3 separate regions of the Sus scrofa genome follow, and regions 1 and 3 are each linked to region 2. A link is a contact called in public HiChIP or PLAC-seq data. All regions are on one chromosome and are shown on one strand. The core of a region is the stretch at or near the end of the contact, and the rest is flanking DNA. Distances in the headings are between cores, read along the strand shown. Region 1 overlaps LOC106510428 (a long non-coding RNA gene). Region 2 has its middle 150 kb from the start of PLEKHG7. Region 3 has its middle 180 kb from the start of BTG1.

Region 1 (2,951 bases), core at 149-2,648, 250 kb after region 2:
TAATTTCTTCAGATATAGACAGTCTGATTCCAGATCACTCCACTCTGTTGCCCCCTGGGCTGGAATGGGTTTTTCAATGACATCAGACCTTTATAGTCTTGGAGACTCTAGTGGTCCAGAAGAAGTTTCTTGGTTTAGGATCTTCCTAAAGTTGTAGCAGTCTGGTGCCTTAATAACAGTGCTCTGTTGTTTTAATATAAAATGCCAATCTGACAAAGGCAGTTAAGTGTGAACATCGCAAAGTGTTGGGCAAAATCCCTGTCCAGCTGTTACTGTCCTAGGCTGAAATGGAGATTCAAGCAAAATTACTTCTTGTCTCTGTAAAACATCAGCTGAAATAAAAATCGGTTAATATTTCTCCTTCCTCTATATAACCAAACACTGATAGCATCCAGGAAGCATCAAAATAAACCTGAAATCCTGGGTTTAGGAAATTACTGCACCACTTTCGGTTGTATTTTGCAAGGCCCTCTGACAGGCTTTTGGTGTATTATCTAATAAATTCTCATAGACATTCAGCCAAGTTTACCCATTGAAGTACCACCTTGCTCCTAAGAACTTCCTGGAAATAAAGCAGGTGGCAGGTGTAAGATTAATATAGAAACGTGGCTGTAGTTGGAAGAAAGACTTGTTCAGCTTATCTCCTCCCCTCTAACGATGGAGAAAAGAATGAAGTATGTTTTCCAATGCTGCTGGCACTCAGCTTCTTGATGGGTCTCTGGGAGCTGAGAGAATGGGACTAGAATTGCTGAAGGAAGGAGATGGGAAAGGCTGAGGGGAGGAGCAGCAGGTTCACAGGATGTGTAAACTACAGGGGGCTCCATCTTGGAAATTTTTTCTTCTTCTTCTAACAACTAATTTTCATACTCAAATTATTTCTCCTTCCTGTTCAGTAAATAAATAGGAATCAAATCAAACCAAAAAAACTCATTCTGTGAGAAAAGACTCTTTTCTGTTATTCCCCAGTTTTCAGGAGGGACATGCTTCACCCACTCTCTTAATAGATTTGACCTATCTTTGCTTGAGAACATCTTTGATTTCCATGGAAGCCTTAAAGAAATAGCAAGTCACTGCAGCAGGAGTTCCCAGTCTTTTTGTGAAGAGAAGCCACTTTTCATTTCCCCTAAGGCTTTAAGGTCAAGGGATGGGGGTGGGGAGTTTCCAGCAGATGTTTCATTCCTCCCTGGGGAAGTTGTCAACCTCTGGGCTGCTGACTTGAGCACTCTCAGATCAGGCTTCCAGATCTACCTGCAGATTCTCACCAGCTGGTTGAGAACGCACATACAGGGATTCTTCCATTTGATGAAAATGGAAATTCCCAGACTAGGGGTCAGATGACAGCTGTAGCTGCCACCCTACACCACACCCACAGCAACGCTGGATCCAAGCCATGTCTGCAACCTAAAACACAGCTCATGGCCACACCGGATGCTGAACCCACTGAGCAAAGCCAGGGATTGAACCTGCATCTGTGTGAATACTAGTCTGGCTCATAACCCCCTGAACCGCAAATAGGAACTCCCGAAATGGAAAAATTCTTTAAAAAGAAAAAAAAAAAAGGCATTACTTGTGGTTTCACTTTCATGTTCTGAGCACCAGCTCAACTCATTTGCCACCAGATCAGAGCAGTGAACCTGACATAGTTTGGCCTCTAGAATTTCTTCTTAACTTTGCCCCATCCTTGTATATATCCCATACCAATTTCAAGTTTCATGCTCTTATTGCCCTAGGTAGCGGTTCCAGCTCCCCGTCCTGACTGAATGGGACATCCAGCCAGGTTTTCCCCCTTTGGAGTGCCGTCTTCCTCCTAAGGTAAGAACTCCCTGGATGTAAATCTCTGACTATGGTGCGCAAATCCCCACTATTGACTCGTAACCATTCCTGTTTCTTGAGTTATCAGGGTACAAACTGTACCTCTGTTCTGAGTTGGAGGACATGTGATATGGAGATGGAGAAACTGAATTGTCCAAGTAGCCATGCTAGGATAATTCCCTAGGAATACCCTATGGAGGAGTATATGGGCATCAGAATTCAACCCACAGAATTGAAGATTTTAGAGTTAGAAGGAATTTCACTGGGTCATTTGATGCAAGCCAAACATTTTGGGTAGAATGACTTCATTTCAAGATGACACGATAGAGGCCTGGAGAGACTGAAGGCCAGATCTGAGGTTATCTGGTTATCTTCTAAGACTGCCTAGGGCCTTTATCTTCTGCCTTCTCTATGCTACTTTACAAATATTTAAAGGAACCTGTGAATCCAACATGTAATGACTTATTTACATGGGATGTTTGCAAGGGAGAGAAGAAAAATGGAATATTTAATAATGCAGTATAGTAAGTGTTGTGATATCAATTCCTTCTGATTCCTAGCCTAATTTGACTCCTTTAAGATATGGCTCAGGAGTTCCCACTATGGCACAATGGGTTAAGAATCCAAGTGCAACAGCTCATATCACTGTCTAGGTGTGGGTATGGGTTCAATTCCCAGCACAGCACAGTGAGTTAAAAGGATTTGGCATTGCCACAGCTGTTGCATAGTTCGCAGCTGTGGCTTAGTTTCAATTCTGGCCTGGGAACTTCCACGTGCCACAAGTGCAGCCATTAAAAATAATAAGGTAAAAAAAAAAAAAAAAAAAGAATCTGGCCCAAACTGAAAATAATGCCCTGTCACGTAGTCAGTATTTACAGATCAGTGGTTTAGATGTCTGAGTTTATGGCAGAGCATGTTGTTTCGTATTCCATTGCTGTCTGCTTCATCCCATACCTGGCGCTCTGTTCAAGTCTCCTTCTGTCGTCTTCCCATTTGTCTCATGACTCGCCCCCTCTACTTGGTTTTTTTTGCTATTGCTTGGTTCTTTCCTCAGAAGCTGAGTGATTCTTCAAAAGGTCAGAGAGAGAACACTCTTGCTGGGTCAGTCAGGTGTCCAGGCCTTCCCTCCTCTGTGCTGC
Region 2 (3,114 bases), core at 445-2,944:
GGAAACTGGAGAAGAAAACCCCTGGCGGCGTGGAGGGCATGTGCAAGGGCCGGAAGCAGAAGGAAAGAACTTTTCGCCTGTGGTCATTAGACGCTGCTGGCCTGGGGGATCAATTTAGTTTGTAGATGTTTGTTTTGGCTTACAGACTCTTCTGGAAAATTTTGAGCCTCAAAGAGGAAATGTTGCATAAATATTCTGACTTCAAGCTCCTTTAAAGAACATAAGACCGGACAACCCTTGGCCCTCAGAGCTTCGTGGCAACAGTGACAAGCACTGAGTGTGTGACCACTTTAGGTGGTACACACACTTGCCGTTTCCTCAGTCTTCCTCCTCGTTATTGCCCCTCAAGCAAGCTTCACTTACCACCTGTCATCATGTTGGTACTGCTGCATTCCGTATGCGGGAGAATTATTTCTTTGTATCCCTGTCTTGATTACAAATGAAACTTAGACCAAGAGAACCATCTGCTTTTCCTCAAACTCAGCAGGTGCCGTATTTCTTGGTGCCTGTGGACATTTAAATTCCCCCCACTCCTACTTTTTCTTTCTTTCTTTCTTTCTTTCTTTTTTGCTTTTTAGGGCCGCATATGGAGGTTCCCAGGCCAGGGGTCCAATCAGAACTATAGCTGCAGCCTACACTGCAGCCACAGCAACATCAGAACCGAACTGTGTCTGCGACCTACACCACAGCTCATGGCAATGCCAGCTCCTTAATCCACTGAGCAAGGCCAGGGATGGAACCCACAACCTCATGGTTCCTAGTCAGATTTGTTTCCACTGTGCCACGATGGCAACTCCCCCCCCCACTTTGGAGGAGACAAAACGAGTCCTGTGCCCCAGTGGTCAGTGGCCTAGAATAGGTTGACTTCGTCAACTTCAAACGCTCAGTGAGAATAGGACATGCTTTATACATTGTGAACCCCCCACCTTGATAGGCATGGAGAGCTGAGTCTACAATAGATTTTTAGTCAAAGATATAAAAAATGCTGGTTCTATCCTTCCAAATGTAGGACTTACCTGTTTTTAATTGCTGCCCAATTTATTAAGCATGTCTACCATATTAAGCAAAATAGATGTAAGGTGGTCCTCGCCCCAGAGAACGTGTGTTACTCATTCCTTCCCAGGTCAGATAAGTCAGTCTTGCCATCTCCAAACCAGGGCTCCTTACGTATTAGCAAGAGCACACAAATTAATTTTGAACTTCTCCTAAACATTTATAAACATGTCAAGTAATGCAGACATCTCTGGTATGATATGAGTCCTGGGCTGTGATGCAAGAAACCACTTTATTTTACAGAATTAGCATGTTCCCACAAGACAGAGTGTAAATCATGTCACACGTTGAGAGTACTAAAGGAACTCACTGGGGGAACTTGTGATGAATCATCTTGTGAAGCAGAGAATTTGAATGTAATATACAAAATCCTTCATTAAGATATACCTTTTGCTAGAGCAAGGTATTCTCTTCGGATTTAACAAAGTACATATGCATCATATATGTGATATGACGCCAAGATGTCCATTTCCTCATCTGTAACTGAAATTGGTTGATTTTTGTGCTTGCATTTCATGTCCCGGTCTGTAGTTTTTGACTTGCTTTCTTTTCTTCTTTCACATGTTGTCAGGGTGACTAAGCCTTGTTACAAGTCACCTCTTCAGCTCAGACTCAGCCAGCAGAGGGTACTGTTAGAGCACTTAAGTGGATTTCCCATCTTTGTCTTATCCATGCAGAGAAACAATATCCGAGTAATAGACAGGGACGATATTCAATAGGCAAGGTGCTGGCAAGATAATAGACATCAGCGATCGTGTTTCAGCATCATTTTGCAGGAAATTCCCTTTGTTCTCTGCTGCTCACAAAGGACATTCCACGCAAAATGTACCTGTAGTTCCTGGTGATAAATGTCTGTGAAAGGCAGATGAAGAAGGATGGTGGTTGTGGAGTCAAATCTGCCTTTAAATTTGCGAGGTACTTATCCTTTTTAGGTTTAGGGTTCTTAATCAAGATATCAGCCCCATGTGTTCTCAGCTTGCTAGTGAATGATAATGAATAATTCCTGCCGTAGCAAGTGACATAATAAAATAATCAGGCAGGCGTGCACATTGTAAATCAATGAGCACAGATGTCTCCAAATGGAGGGGACATTTGAAGATACTTTGCATCTTGCTGGTTTTGGAACACTTGAGAGGGAGTGACTGTTTATCAAATAAAGTGAGCATCTCCCCATTCTGAAGTCAAGATCAGCATTAAATATATTGTAGGAGGAGATTTTGTCCCTTAATGTTTACATAAATTTGATGAATTTGTGTATAATAGTGGGTCACATGTTTTAAAAAAGTACGCATTTGTATTTTTATATTAATAATTTTAAACATTTTTATCAAAGCAGAAACCACATATGGTAACAACAACAAAAAAAGATAAAAGCACTTGCACTGAAAAGCAGTAGTTCTCTGTCTACTCCTTCTTAGCTTCAGTCTCTTCTCAGATATAGCATAACTCTTTTTTTTTCTTTTTCAGCTACCCCGATGGCATGTGGAAGTTCCCAGACCAGGGATCGAATCCGAGCCGGAGCTACGACTTGTGCTACAGCTGCAGCAATACCAGATCCTTAACCCATTGCGCCTGGCCAGGGATCAAAGCGGCGCCTCTACAGAGACAAGCCAGATCATTAACATACTGGGCCACATTGGGAACTCCCTAATTTTCATTTTATAGTGGGGTTTTTGTTTGTTTGTTTTGGTTATTTACCTATATATGTCTCAGCACTACTTATACTGCTAAATCTTGGGTTATTAGTTTTAGATGTTATAGATTATCTTCCTATGCTGATTGATGAGAATATAACTTAAGTCACACAATACCTCCTTAGTCTTATCTCTACTTCAGGCTTGTATTGGTTACCTCTGCACCTTTAGATAAAATACTTATTCCTTTTGCAGCTTTATGTGAAACACCTCTTCTTTTAACAATGTACAACTTATTTTGCATCCTTATTAATTTATTTTTTTACTTTATTTTTTATGGCCACACCTGCGGGATATGGAGGTTCCCAGGCTAGGGGTCAAATCAGAGCTGTAGCCACTGGCCTACACCACAGCCACAGCCACGCGG
Region 3 (3,111 bases), core at 225-2,724, 180 kb after region 2:
TTGCGTTTCTGCCTTGTACTCCCAACAGTTTTTAATACCGTCTGTTAAAAACTAGTCATTTTGCTGCCACACATTCTTAAAGATAAGACTATTTCTTAAGAAAGAATAGAATGCAGCAGGAACGGATTCTCAGATGTAATCATCACGATGTGTAATGACTATCTGAGCTCTTGCAGGATCATTACACTTTCAAATATTTCTTTTCTTATCTGCATGGCAAAGACTCAGTAACACTCTTCTAAAGACAGCTGGCTATTGTATTCTGAGGGCAAAGCTTCACCAGTAGATCTGTGCTCAGTGTAACAATGAAGGAACAAACATGGTGTGAGTTTGGGATATATGTGTACACATATGTATGTAAATTATACATATCTATGCATTTAGGTATGTACTCTAATCATTTTGGACTGTCAGGATACAGTCAGACTCTGATAGGCTACATCCGCAAACCACCACCATAAACTGGAAAACAATTCAGTCATCTATCAACCTATTAAACTGAAACAATAGAAATTGAACCATTTCTCTGAGACGGCTAAGGTGTAGATAATTTGAGAAGTCAACTCTTGGAAGTCAGTTGTTGCTACATGGCTATTCTCTCAAACACGTTCATTTTGGACCTATGGTATCAAATAGCTTCTTCACAGTTATGGGAAAATGTAGTTTACACTGTGCAGCAGTGATGAAGACGGTGTAGTTGTACAGCTGTTATCCCTCATGCCTTCTTTCGTTTGAGTTTCCAGCTGGCCATGTAGCTATGGTTTCTTGGAGACAGGAGCTGTACCTTGTTTATACCTTTTACACCCCTCCAGAAGTGTCCTGCTTGGCATATGAGTTTTACTCAGTAAAGAAGTACCATTAGGAGTTCCCGTTGTGGGTCAGTGGTAACGAATCCTACTACTATCCGTGAGGATGCAGGTTCGATCCTGGCCTCTCTCAGTGGGTTAAAGATCTGGTGTGGCCATGAGCTATGGTATAGATCATAGGTGCAGCTTGGATCCTATGTTGCTGTGACTCTGGCAGCTGCTGCAGCTCTGATTCGACTCCTAGCCTGGGAACCTCCATATGCCACAGGTGCAGCCCTAAAAAGACCAAAAAAAAAAAAAAAGAAACAAAACAAAAAAGAAGAAGAAGTACAATTTACGGAAACTTATTCTCTGTTAAAAAAAAAAAAAAACCTACTCTTTAACTGGGTAAGGAGTTACAAGTTTAAACGGTGTTTTGTTTTGTTTTATTTTGTTTTTCTTAGCCTTTTTGCAATTAATTAACTATTTAACATTTATTGAGCACCCATTCTGTCGAGATGTGCTTTGGACAGAAAACAGGTAAGCTCACGTCTACCTTCAAGTAGCTTCCACATTCATCGCATTAGAGACCTGATCTAATAATTACCAAGCTGCAGATCTTGTCTGCAGGCCGTGAACGTCTAAGCATATTCTAGAAACAGACAACAGCATTATTTCCTGTGTTAGGCTTCACAAACGTGAAATCATGTATATACTCTCTTCTTCACTTTTCCTTAAGTGAGCTTTTAGGGTGCAGACGAACTCAGGAAAACCACAGAAGAGGAAGCCCCACTTTTTTTTTTTTTTTCGTTTTCAATGTATGAACATACTCGATAACATGCATTATTAAGAAACCGCTCCCTGTTGACGCAGGCTCTGGGGCCACATGCTCACCGTGGGCCCCACACTCACCCTTGCTCGAGTGACCTTGTAGAATTCCGCGCTGCATCCGTTGGGACAGTGGTCACCAAGCTAAGAGATGCCCGGAAGGGCACGACCGCTTATAACTGCTCCGGAACGATTCTGTAACCACGCTATTCCGTGAGGATCACTTCGGAGGGAAAATGGAGGTTCCAGGTCCGCTGGGACTCTCAAATCCTCCAAAATGATCATTTTCTGGGCATTCCATCTCTGGACTGTTTCATCACGGATTTGCCTCTTCTGTTATTGATTCTACACACCTTTACTTCATTGTGCCAGGTTCTGTTTACATGTCACAGACCCGTGCATGAAAAGATATTGACCCTGTCCATAAGGCATTTACATGTCTGGCTAGACTATTTGAAGGCCCCAGATGTGAGGCACCCACTGCTATTCTGAAAGAACAACTGTTAGGTTCTGAAACCGTATACAGTATTTGCTTTAAGAGACTACAGCACAGGAAGTGCTGAAATATACCACAGAGTATGCATAGCTTGTGAGTGATATTATGCCATAGCTTAATGCATGCTGTAGCCAAGGGCAAGATATCTCAGAACTAATTATATTCATTTTGCACTTAACGGAGACATTCAAAATACAGATCTTAAAATGTGTAAGTTGAACTTGTGTTAAAATCACGCTCTCCCTAAGGAAAAGAGCTCTCTTCCCTTCCTATCCTTTAGGCTGCATTCACAGGCTGCCAAAACACTTCATTTAATTTGGAGGAAAAGTCCGTCCAACTGTTGTCAGGGATCATGTAACAACCAGTTGTTTGGCTGATTTTTTTTTTAAACCTTGTAACTGTACGTTTGTGTTCTGGTGGCCCAGCCTTAGGCTGCTTGAGAGACAGAATTGAAAGAGTTGATTCAAATCGGCCTTGCAAAAGGGAATTTGTATCCTTGTAGAGTTCTGGAGTTTATAACACTTCCACATACACATTATCTCATTTAATGATCCCAAAGGCTCTGCAGACAGAGGTACTATTATAATTGTCCCTGATCTTCAGATGAGATATAATTTGAAGAGAAGCGACAGAGGTAGGATAAAGAATGGCTTGCCTCGAAATCCTGTTGGTTTTTTTTTCTTTTCCCCCACATCATATTTCTGAAATCCAGCATGTGCTGGGGTAAATCTTTGCTGGAATCAATCTGATTTCAATCCAATTGTTGATACCATAATGCCAAGGTTGTTTAGTTTGCTCTTCACATATCATATGCATAAGTCAGAATTCTAAGTCTGCGAGTTACTTAAAGGAACCTCATGTTATTTCAGATGTCAAGAGAGGACTATTTGAATCTTAGGAATCAGGGAAACAGTGTGGCATTTATTAGTAGCCTTGGGTTTCTTGCTGTTAAGGCTACTAGTAAGAAATGCCCGTAGTTCTGACTTGACCTGCTATCTCTCT

The links. HiChIP or PLAC-seq counts read pairs in DNA pulled down with a chosen protein or histone mark.
Region 1: a contact with region 2 is called in an H3K27ac HiChIP or PLAC-seq map of alveolar macrophages. The contact joins two enhancer-like sites. A contact is called at or near these places in 2 of 47 Hi-C or Micro-C datasets (alveolar macrophages and skeletal muscle) and 2 of 2 datasets of contacts at active chromatin or transcription factors (alveolar macrophages and skeletal muscle).
Region 3: an H3K27ac HiChIP or PLAC-seq map of alveolar macrophages shows a contact between it and region 2. The contact joins two enhancer-like sites. A contact is called at or near these places in 2 of 47 Hi-C or Micro-C datasets (alveolar macrophages and embryonic fibroblasts) and 2 of 2 datasets of contacts at active chromatin or transcription factors (alveolar macrophages and skeletal muscle).

Annotation. Positions count from the first base shown.
Region 1 is chr5:90,706,538-90,709,488 of Sscrofa11.1, forward strand. It overlaps LOC106510428 (a long non-coding RNA gene), which reads left to right. Exons shown (of 5, transcript XR_002344341.1): 2 at 1,731-1,812; 3 at 2,867-2,951. Among named protein-coding and RNA genes, the nearest start is that of BTG1, 110 kb to the right of the region's middle. Within about 2 kb of position 1,399, at least 18 of the 83 cell types and tissues checked have an H3K27ac peak or open chromatin away from gene starts, as enhancers often do. A contact at or near this core is called in alveolar macrophages, where this site is marked.
Region 2 is chr5:90,460,982-90,464,095 of Sscrofa11.1, forward strand. No RefSeq gene overlaps it. Among named protein-coding and RNA genes, the nearest start is that of PLEKHG7, 150 kb to the left of the region's middle. Within about 2 kb of position 1,695, at least 21 of the 83 cell types and tissues checked have an H3K27ac peak or open chromatin away from gene starts, as enhancers often do. A contact at or near this core is called in alveolar macrophages, where this site is marked.
Region 3 is chr5:90,638,562-90,641,672 of Sscrofa11.1, forward strand. No RefSeq gene overlaps it. Among named protein-coding and RNA genes, the nearest start is that of BTG1, 180 kb to the right of the region's middle. Within about 2 kb of position 1,475, at least 26 of the 83 cell types and tissues checked have an H3K27ac peak or open chromatin away from gene starts, as enhancers often do. A contact at or near this core is called in alveolar macrophages, where this site is marked.